Regions from separate parts of the Mus musculus genome. Here region 1 is linked to region 2. Evidence: chromatin contacts called from public promoter capture Hi-C data. All regions are on one chromosome and are shown on one strand. The core of a region is the stretch at or near the end of the contact, and the rest is flanking DNA. Distances in the headings are between cores, read along the strand shown. Region 1 holds the start of Nono (non-POU-domain-containing, octamer binding protein). Region 2 holds the start of Tex11 (testis expressed gene 11).

Evidence for each region. Promoter capture Hi-C pulls out the DNA fragments that hold promoters and counts their contacts.
Region 1: a promoter capture Hi-C map of hippocampal neurons shows a contact between it and region 2, with 2.6 times the contacts expected there. The contact joins the promoter of Nono here to the promoter of Tex11 in region 2. A contact is called at or near these places in 3 of 39 promoter capture datasets (embryonic stem cells, hippocampal neurons and stem cell-derived epiblast-like cells).

Annotation. Positions count from the first base shown.
Region 1 is chrX:101,427,548-101,431,537 of GRCm38.p6, forward strand. Nono (non-POU-domain-containing, octamer binding protein) reads left to right here and starts at 2,104. Exons shown (of 12, transcript NM_023144.2): 1 at 2,104-2,215; 2 at 2,946-3,005.
Region 2 is chrX:101,057,054-101,061,084 of GRCm38.p6, forward strand. Tex11 (testis expressed gene 11) reads right to left here and starts at 2,586. Exons shown (of 30, transcript NM_031384.2): 1 at 2,460-2,586; 2 at 2,303-2,364. The coding sequence starts at 2,342. It also overlaps the pseudogene Gm9078.

The DNA of each region.
Region 1 (3,990 bases), core at 854-3,353, 370 kb after region 2:
GTCAGAAGAGGTGTTAGATGCCCTGAAACTAGTTACAAATAGTTGTGAACTGCCATGTGTCTGCTAGGAATGTAAGCAGCTCCTCTGCAAAAGCAGTACGTGCTCTTAACTCCTAAGCCATCTTTCCAGGCCCCGTGTTACTATTTTTTCCAAGAAAATCATTGCATACAAAAAGTCACAGCTGGGGCTTCAGGGATAGCTCAGAGGTTAAGAGCACTGGACCTAGGTTGGATTCCCAAACTTGCATGGTGGCTATCTGTAACTCCAGTTCTAGGGATCCACCATTGTCTTCTGTCCTCCTTAGGCACTACATGCACTTACATACATGCAGACAAAATACACACATAAAATAATTAAAACAGTCCATGTGTCTGTGGACTACATGCATGTATTACCATCAGAAGCCAGAAGAGGGCGTCAGATCTCCTGGAAACTGGAGTCCCAGCCAGCCACCAATGGGAGCTGGGGTAGGTACCCTAGTCCTCTGGAAGAACAGTCAGCACTCTTTACTGCTGAGCCATCTCTCCAGTCCCCATTAAATCTTTTTTGAAAACAGAAAGGGTCATGGTTTAGAAAGTATTCACCTTTTAAATCATGTATACATATACATGTATGTGTAATTTTGTTGTTATTGTTTTGTGTTGAGACAGAGTCTTAGGTACTGGATACCTTGCTACTCACTGTGTAGTCCAGGGTGGCCTTCTGGGCAAGGAGGCTCCTTTTTCAGCCTCCTGAGTACAGAAGTTAAAGGCTTAATCATTTCTGTTTGATTGTGACAGTCATACGTAGTAAACAGCTGTCATAATTGGATAGTGGATATAGGAGATCAGTAGTAGGGCTGAAACTTCATACTGAAGGGCATTATCTGATCTTGATCCCCCCCATTTTCTTTTTTCATAATAATGTGCTATCTTATCTCAAAGAATTTGGGAACCATTGGGATAAATATACCCACTATAGTAAGTTGTAGCCATATGTTGATGCACACGCACACGCAAACGGGGTGGATTGGGTAGAATATAGCTAGTCTCTACTACTGTATTGAATGGTGCCACAGAACCTTCCCAACATTGTAAGAGGCTTATTAGACAGCACAGTTCCATATCATTGTATCCCCATACAAGGTATAGGTAATGCCTATTGAGATAATCTGCCATCAGGAGTATGAATTAATTACTGAGGATTAACTACTGGTGCCTATCTATTGAACCTTGTAATCCTTGGTTAACCGCCTGGGAGAGCTAGGCATTATGGAATAACGAAGGTTATTATTACCTGATAGGCCTCCTATGGGATAAAGAGTAGGTCTGATGTGAAGACCTCCAACATACTGGTTCAGGCACCGCCGACCAACCTGTTGAGTCTCTCTGCGATGGGAACCTTAGTCTGTTTGGCCTATCGGGTTCTCTGGTTACTATGGAAATGGTGCTAGTCACAGTTCTGGGTAATCACTGAGCTTAAAGTGTCAAAATCGTTTGCCCTCCTGCCTGTTTCTACAATCATGTCCATTTCAGTTACACTTCCCAAACATACCCAGCACTGAGAAAGGAAACTAAAACTGTATAGGGTGTCAGGGTAGACGCTTTGAGGAAGTGTGGAAAAAAAGAAACATGGCGGGGCACATTTTTTTTTTTCAGTAGCAAACGGCTAGCTCTACCACATAGAATACAATGACATTGTTAGTCTTAATTTTGCACAGGCGCAGTGCATAAATTCTCAGCACACGCCTACGTGCACATTTTCCCCCCTTTTCGCTCCGATCTTCCTCTCGCACAAGTTCTCTTCTCTCCTCCTCCCACCGCTAGGTTTTCAGTCCTTCCGTAGGGCCGGGTGAGCCTCTCCTTCCGACCCCCTACCTTCCACTGCTGGCTCCCCCTCCCCCTTCCTTTTCCGTCTTGTGCTCGGCGCCTCTAGTGCATGCGCATAAGCTACGAAGCCTCGCTCTTTGTCCCCATCTGTCGTTCACACGAACCCAAGGCTTTGACAGTCGGTAGCCAATAAACGTTAAGAAATGGCGGACTAATGAGACTTTCTCGGGAGATAAACTTTGACTGGCAGTTCACATAGCCAATCGGGAATCCAAAATTGACCCCCCCCCCCCTCGGGAGGTACCGAGCTCCGTCGGCTCGTTTCCGGCGGTCGCGCGCTCTTTTCTCGGGACGGTGGAGGCCGTGCAGCGTCGCCCATACTCCGAGCAAAGAACTGTGGCCAGAGGGTGAGTTTGGGGATGGCTCTTTGGTTGCTTAGGGATGCGGTGGGGCTTCCTGCGACACTCTGGAAAGGGAGGGGTTGGGGCGAGGCCGAGTTTGCACACGGGCTATGGGTTCCGAAGGCCCGGGAGGCCTTTCCCCCTCCGCACAAGGCCTTCGCAGCCCACCCATGGGGGCCAGAGCGCTCCCTGCTCCCCGCCGCGGGCATTAGCCAATGCTTTTCTTGCTTCCTTGCCCAGACTCTTTGTGCTGCTCACCCCCAATTTTAGTGGCCCTAAGTTGTTGGCTTCTTGAACGCCCTGGGCCACAGGGTGTGGGGTCTATTATACTAAGGCCCTGAAGTCGAGGTTAGAGGAGGAGGCGCTTTGCTTTGTCGGATGCTCCTCCCTAGCCTTTCAAGGCCATTAATTCCTAGAGGGCCTGTGGGGCCCCTGGAGCTATGGATTTTTTGTTGTTGTTGTTTTGTTATTTGAAACGAAAGTGGGAAGTTTGCTAGTTCAGACCCCTTGGCTTTTGGTGCTAAGTTCATGAAACACCCTCCACCCCACCCTTGCACGCGCGCGCGCGCGCGCCTTTTTTCCGAACCCCTTGCTCCTTAAGCTTTTCCTAGGCATTTGTAGGCATCGCTTTTCTAAATTAAAAAAAAATGTTGCTTTCTGTGGCATTACTTTCGAGTATTTTTCACTTTGCGGACGTCTTACTGTAAGCTGACACCTTTCTTTGTGTTTTTAACAGCAGTCGAGGTTAGTGAGGACTGCGAGGCAGACACTTTGCTGTGTTCAAATCCAAGTCAAGGTAGGTGCAGGAGGTAGGGTCATCAGGTAAAGTGCAGGATGCTTAACTAATACAGATTTTACAGATGAGAAATTAATTTGGGGGGCACTTTTCATGTTATTTAAGCTAAACCGTTTTTAGAATCTGAAACTAAAATGTGACTGAGTGGTGTGGGTTTTTTTTTTTGTTGTTGTTTTGTTTTTATAACCCCTAATTATGGCTGTTCTAATAGGGGTTAGTGCTTAAATTTATGTTTGTCCACTTCATTGTTTTTTAAATAAAAAGTCCTAAGAAACTCAGCCGCCTTTACCGTGATTGTATTCTACAGCTTTAACAGTCGCCCACCAGGCAACCATATCAGCCTAGCAAGTTCACACTGGATTTCTCTAGCAGTTTTTCATTTAGTAATTTGACTCTTCTAAAATTGAGAGGACCTTGATTTAGATTTCAGATACCTGTGATTAATATGGTCCTGAACATGTCTGCAGGTATATCACACACAGTAGCTATAGTCTCTTTCATTGTGGTTAATCTTAGGACGTGATAGGAGACAGAAATCCTAACTGCTGATCTCTGTAGTTAGGGTTTGGTAAGTTTATTTCTGCAAAATTATATTATTGCATTTAACATAGGAACATTTCTTTCATGCTTGGTACTTGCTGTGTATACAGTGGTAATTTAGATTCTTTGGGCAGTGCTAACCTTCCTTGGTAAATGGAAACTTATGGAGAAGACTACATGGAAGGGAAAGATTTTGAAATCTGTCACCATGGGGATTTTTATTCAAAAACAAATAAAATAAATTTGGTTGTTACACGTTATCCATGCACTCAGGAGGCAGAGGCAGGTGGATTTCTGAGTTCCAGGACAACCAAGGCTACACAGAGAAAGAGAGAAACCCTGTGTGTGGGGGGGGGGGGGAAGAAAGAAAGAAAACAAGTTCTCCATGGTCAGACATGGTGGCAGAGGCAGATGGACCTCTGAGAGTTAAAGGCCAACCTGGAGT
Region 2 (4,031 bases), core at 1,336-3,835:
GCTACACAGAGAAACCCTGTCTCGAAAAACCATTAAAAAAAAGAATATTTTAAATTAAATATGTAGCTCATTAATTTCTACTAGGCAGGGGCTGGTATTGCATACAACTATATTCAAGGTTTTTTAAATACATTTTTGGCAGTTTCATTTTATATCCTAAGGGGGCCTCAAATTCACTATGTAGTTCAGGATACCCTTAAACTCACAATCCTCCTGTGTTAGCGTCTGGGAGTGATGAGATTACAGGTATACACCACCACACCCAGCTCGATTTTCAAAAGACTTTATAGAATGAGCAATCATAAATACATCAGTAAAAGAAAATATAAACTTGGATATTATAATAATAAATCACAAGGGCATCTATATAACAACAAACTAAAGAAGCTAAAAGTCCAAACAAAGGAAAATAAGAATTTGTCTCCAAACCTACCATATGAAAAGGTATATGTGAAGCTTACTCAAGGCATGGTCTCATTATACTGCCTAGGATGGCCTCAAACTAGCCTCCTATCTTTCAGGAATTGCTTGTGTGTGTGTGTGTGTGTGTGTGTGTGTGTGTGTGTGTGTGTGTCTGTGTGTATGTTTGTGTGTTTCCGCACACGTGTGCACTTATAAGTGCATATGTGTAACATGTCACCAGTATAGAGGTCAGAAGACAATCTTCCAGAATTTCTTCTCTCCTTGCACCATGTGGATCCCAGGGATCAACTCGGGACACCAGGCTTGGTGGCCAGCATCTTTACTGGCTAAGCCATCTCACCTGCCCTTACAGTTAGTTTTTCTAACAGTAAATAAATTTTAAATTTCTTAAAGATAAACTTCTTTATAGCCCTGAGGTTGAATGGCTTGTGGATGGCAGCATTTTTTTTTCTGAAAAAAATCATTTTACAAGCAGAACATACAATACTTCGTTGCCTTGATACTATAGAAGCAAATATGCTCGTTCCTCAAACCCCTGCCTTAGAGGCAAGCTAACTGCCCTTATTCAGGCCTTACAATTAGGACAAGATAAGATCTTAACAGCCGCATCATCTCCAAGAATAAGTTTATATTGTTAGCTGCCCATCTGCTTGCAACAACTTCCTGAATGTCCTTTTTTTTTTTTTTTTTTTTTTTTGGTTTTTCGAGACAGGGTTTCTCTGTGTAGCCCTGGCTGTACTGGAACTCACTCTGTAGATCAGGCTGGCCTCGAACTCAGAAATCCACCTGCCTCTGCCTCCCAAGTGCTGGGATTACAGGGATGCGCCACCACTGCCCAGCTTAAATATACTTTTTACACAGTATTTTTTCAGGTTAAACAGTATGATTCCGCATCTCCTAAAATTCCTGGGGAAAAGCTATAGATTATGACCAGAAAATAAGCTATGGATTGTCAATTTTGTTTCCTTACACTAGTTCATAAAAGGTTCCAAATATTATTTCTGGTACATACATGAGGAAAACTGGTGCACTGAGTACTGTGAAAAGACAAACTTATGAGACAAACTGCACTGCTGGGCCTCCACTCCAGGGATTTACATGTGGAAGGCAAACACTGCCACAGAGCTCTCTCCGAGCTTGTTTTCATTTTGTTTGGTTTTGTTTTGGGAAACAATATTTGAGGTGTTGCTCCAGCCTTAGTCTTACAAATGCTGGGATTATAGGCCAGGTGTGGTGTTTGACACCTGCACTCTGGAAGCTTAGGTAGGAAGATTGCAAGTTTGAGGATAGCCTGGGCTACATAAAGTTCTAGGTCAGCCTGAGACACAGAGTAAAAACTCTGTCTCAAGAAGCCAAAGAGGAAGCCAGGCGGTGGTGGCAGAGGCAGGCGGATTTCTGAGTTCGAGGCCAGCCTGGTCTACAGAGTGAGTTCCAGGACAGCCAGGGCTACACAGAGAAACCCTGTCTTGAAAAAAAAAAAAAAGCCAAAAAGGGGCTCTTCCAGTCTCTTTGGCCTCGGAGGTAGAAGCAACATGACAAAAGGAACGGCATCCTTTGGAAAGCATCCCAAAAACAGGCACACATTGTACCGCCGGTCTCCGTGGCTCTAAGGACGACCACTATCAGAAATCTATCTGTGGCAAACGTGGCTACCCTGCCAAGCGCAAGCAAAAGTCTAACTGCAGTGCCAAGGCTAAGAGACGAAGTACTGCAGAGACTGGGCGGATGAGACACCTTAAAATTGTCTATGGGAGATTCAGACATGGATTTCATAAAGGAACAACACCGAAACCCAAAAGGGCAGCCGTTGCAGCAACCAGTTCATCTCGAGGATTTCAATCAGTCATAAAATAAATGTTATCATACAAAGCTTGCTTACCTCTGAAGTCCAAGAAGTAAAAGTCAGTAATGCGGTCCATTTTTTAAATGTCTGGCTCCAGCCTATGGAACACGAATATATTTTAATATTCTGTCCTCAAGTCTCTAATTTCTCAAAAAGACACTTCTGCCAGAAAACTATACCCATTACTTATTACCTGAAGGTGCAGGGACGTTGAGGAAGCTGCAAATCCAGGAGAAAGTTGTTAAACAGGGAGGCGTCTGCTCTCCCACACCCGAAACGCTTGCTGGCGTCTCGCGTCTCCGACTCCGTCTCCGTCTCTCCGTCTCTGGTGGCCCGAAGCCGAGGCCGGAAGGAGAGATTCACGCTTTACCAGAGAGTCACGCTCTGTGATTGGTCTGTCTGTCACTCAGTGCCCCGCCCTCGTCGTGCAGACAGAATGAGTCACGCTCTGTGATTGGTCTGATTCAATGTTCAAAAACTCTCGTGCGCATCCCATCGGCCCCTCGTTCTTGGATGCGGTTTTTTTGGCGCCTTCTTTCCCGCTCTTGCACGCCTTTCCGCTAACAGTCACTGAATTGGCGCTGAGCTTCCCGCCGTCCATAACCCACCACCACCCCCCATCATTTAAATGACCAACTTCCGCTGCCCACAAACTTCTCGTTCCAAAGATATTGCCTCAAAGCATCTCTAAGAAGTGGCGCAGCACTTGGGAGGCAGAGGCAGGTGGATTTCTGAGTTCGAGGCCAGCCTGGTGTGAGTTCCAGGACAGCCAGGGCTATACAGAGAAACCCTGTCTCGAAAAACCAGAAAGAAAAAAAAAAGTATGTTCAAATGTCTGTTTCTTCTTGCTAGTTCTAAAACCTGGGCTGCAGATGTGGGGTCCCGAGTTCGATAACACACACACTTGAAGCTCTGATGTCATAACACACACACATACACACTCATACATATACAAGATGAACGAAACCACCTGACAAGACCGGAGCACTTGCTATCCATTAAAAAGCTCCCCGTCTCTGCTTCTCGTCAAAAGCCACTCCCGTTTGGCCTTTACGGTATATTGATCCTCCGCCTTGGAATCCTGTCTAGATTCTCTATATTGGATAAAACCAGAACAAGACTATCAGGACAAGGTCTATGATGTAAGACCAAAAGTGCACTGCCCTTAAAGGAAAGGACAGATGGCCAGGATTACAGAAAGAAAAGAATAAGAATTCACACACATGCACACTACAAAGATGGCGGAGGAATAGTAGACAGCGCTGCTCAGTGTTTCAAACTGGCAAGGTATCCCAACACAGTAGCACAGGCTTGTAAAGTCTCAGCAGTCAGAGGCTAAAGCAAGAGAATCCCTTGAGCCCGGGCATTCTGGATCAGCTCAGAAGCGTAGCAAAACCCCAGCAAAGAAATAAGTAAGTCGTGTCAAAATTCAGAAAAATAAGAAATTGTGCACTCTGAGCCAGGCGTGGTGGCGCACGCCGCACACCTTTAATTCCAGCACTTGGGAGGCAGAGGCAGGCAGATTTCTGAGTCCGAGGCCAGCCTGGTCTACAGAGTGAGTTCCAGGACAGTCGGGGCTACACAGAGAAACCCTATCTCGAAAAAACCAAAACCAAAAAAAGAAAGAAAGAAAGAAAGAAAGAAAGAAAGAAAGAAAGAAGGAAGGAAGGAAGGAAGGAAGGAAGGAAAGAAAGAAAGAAAGAAAGAAAGAAAGAAAGAAAGAAAGAAAGAAAGAAAGAAATTAATTGTGCACTCGCCAGGCAGT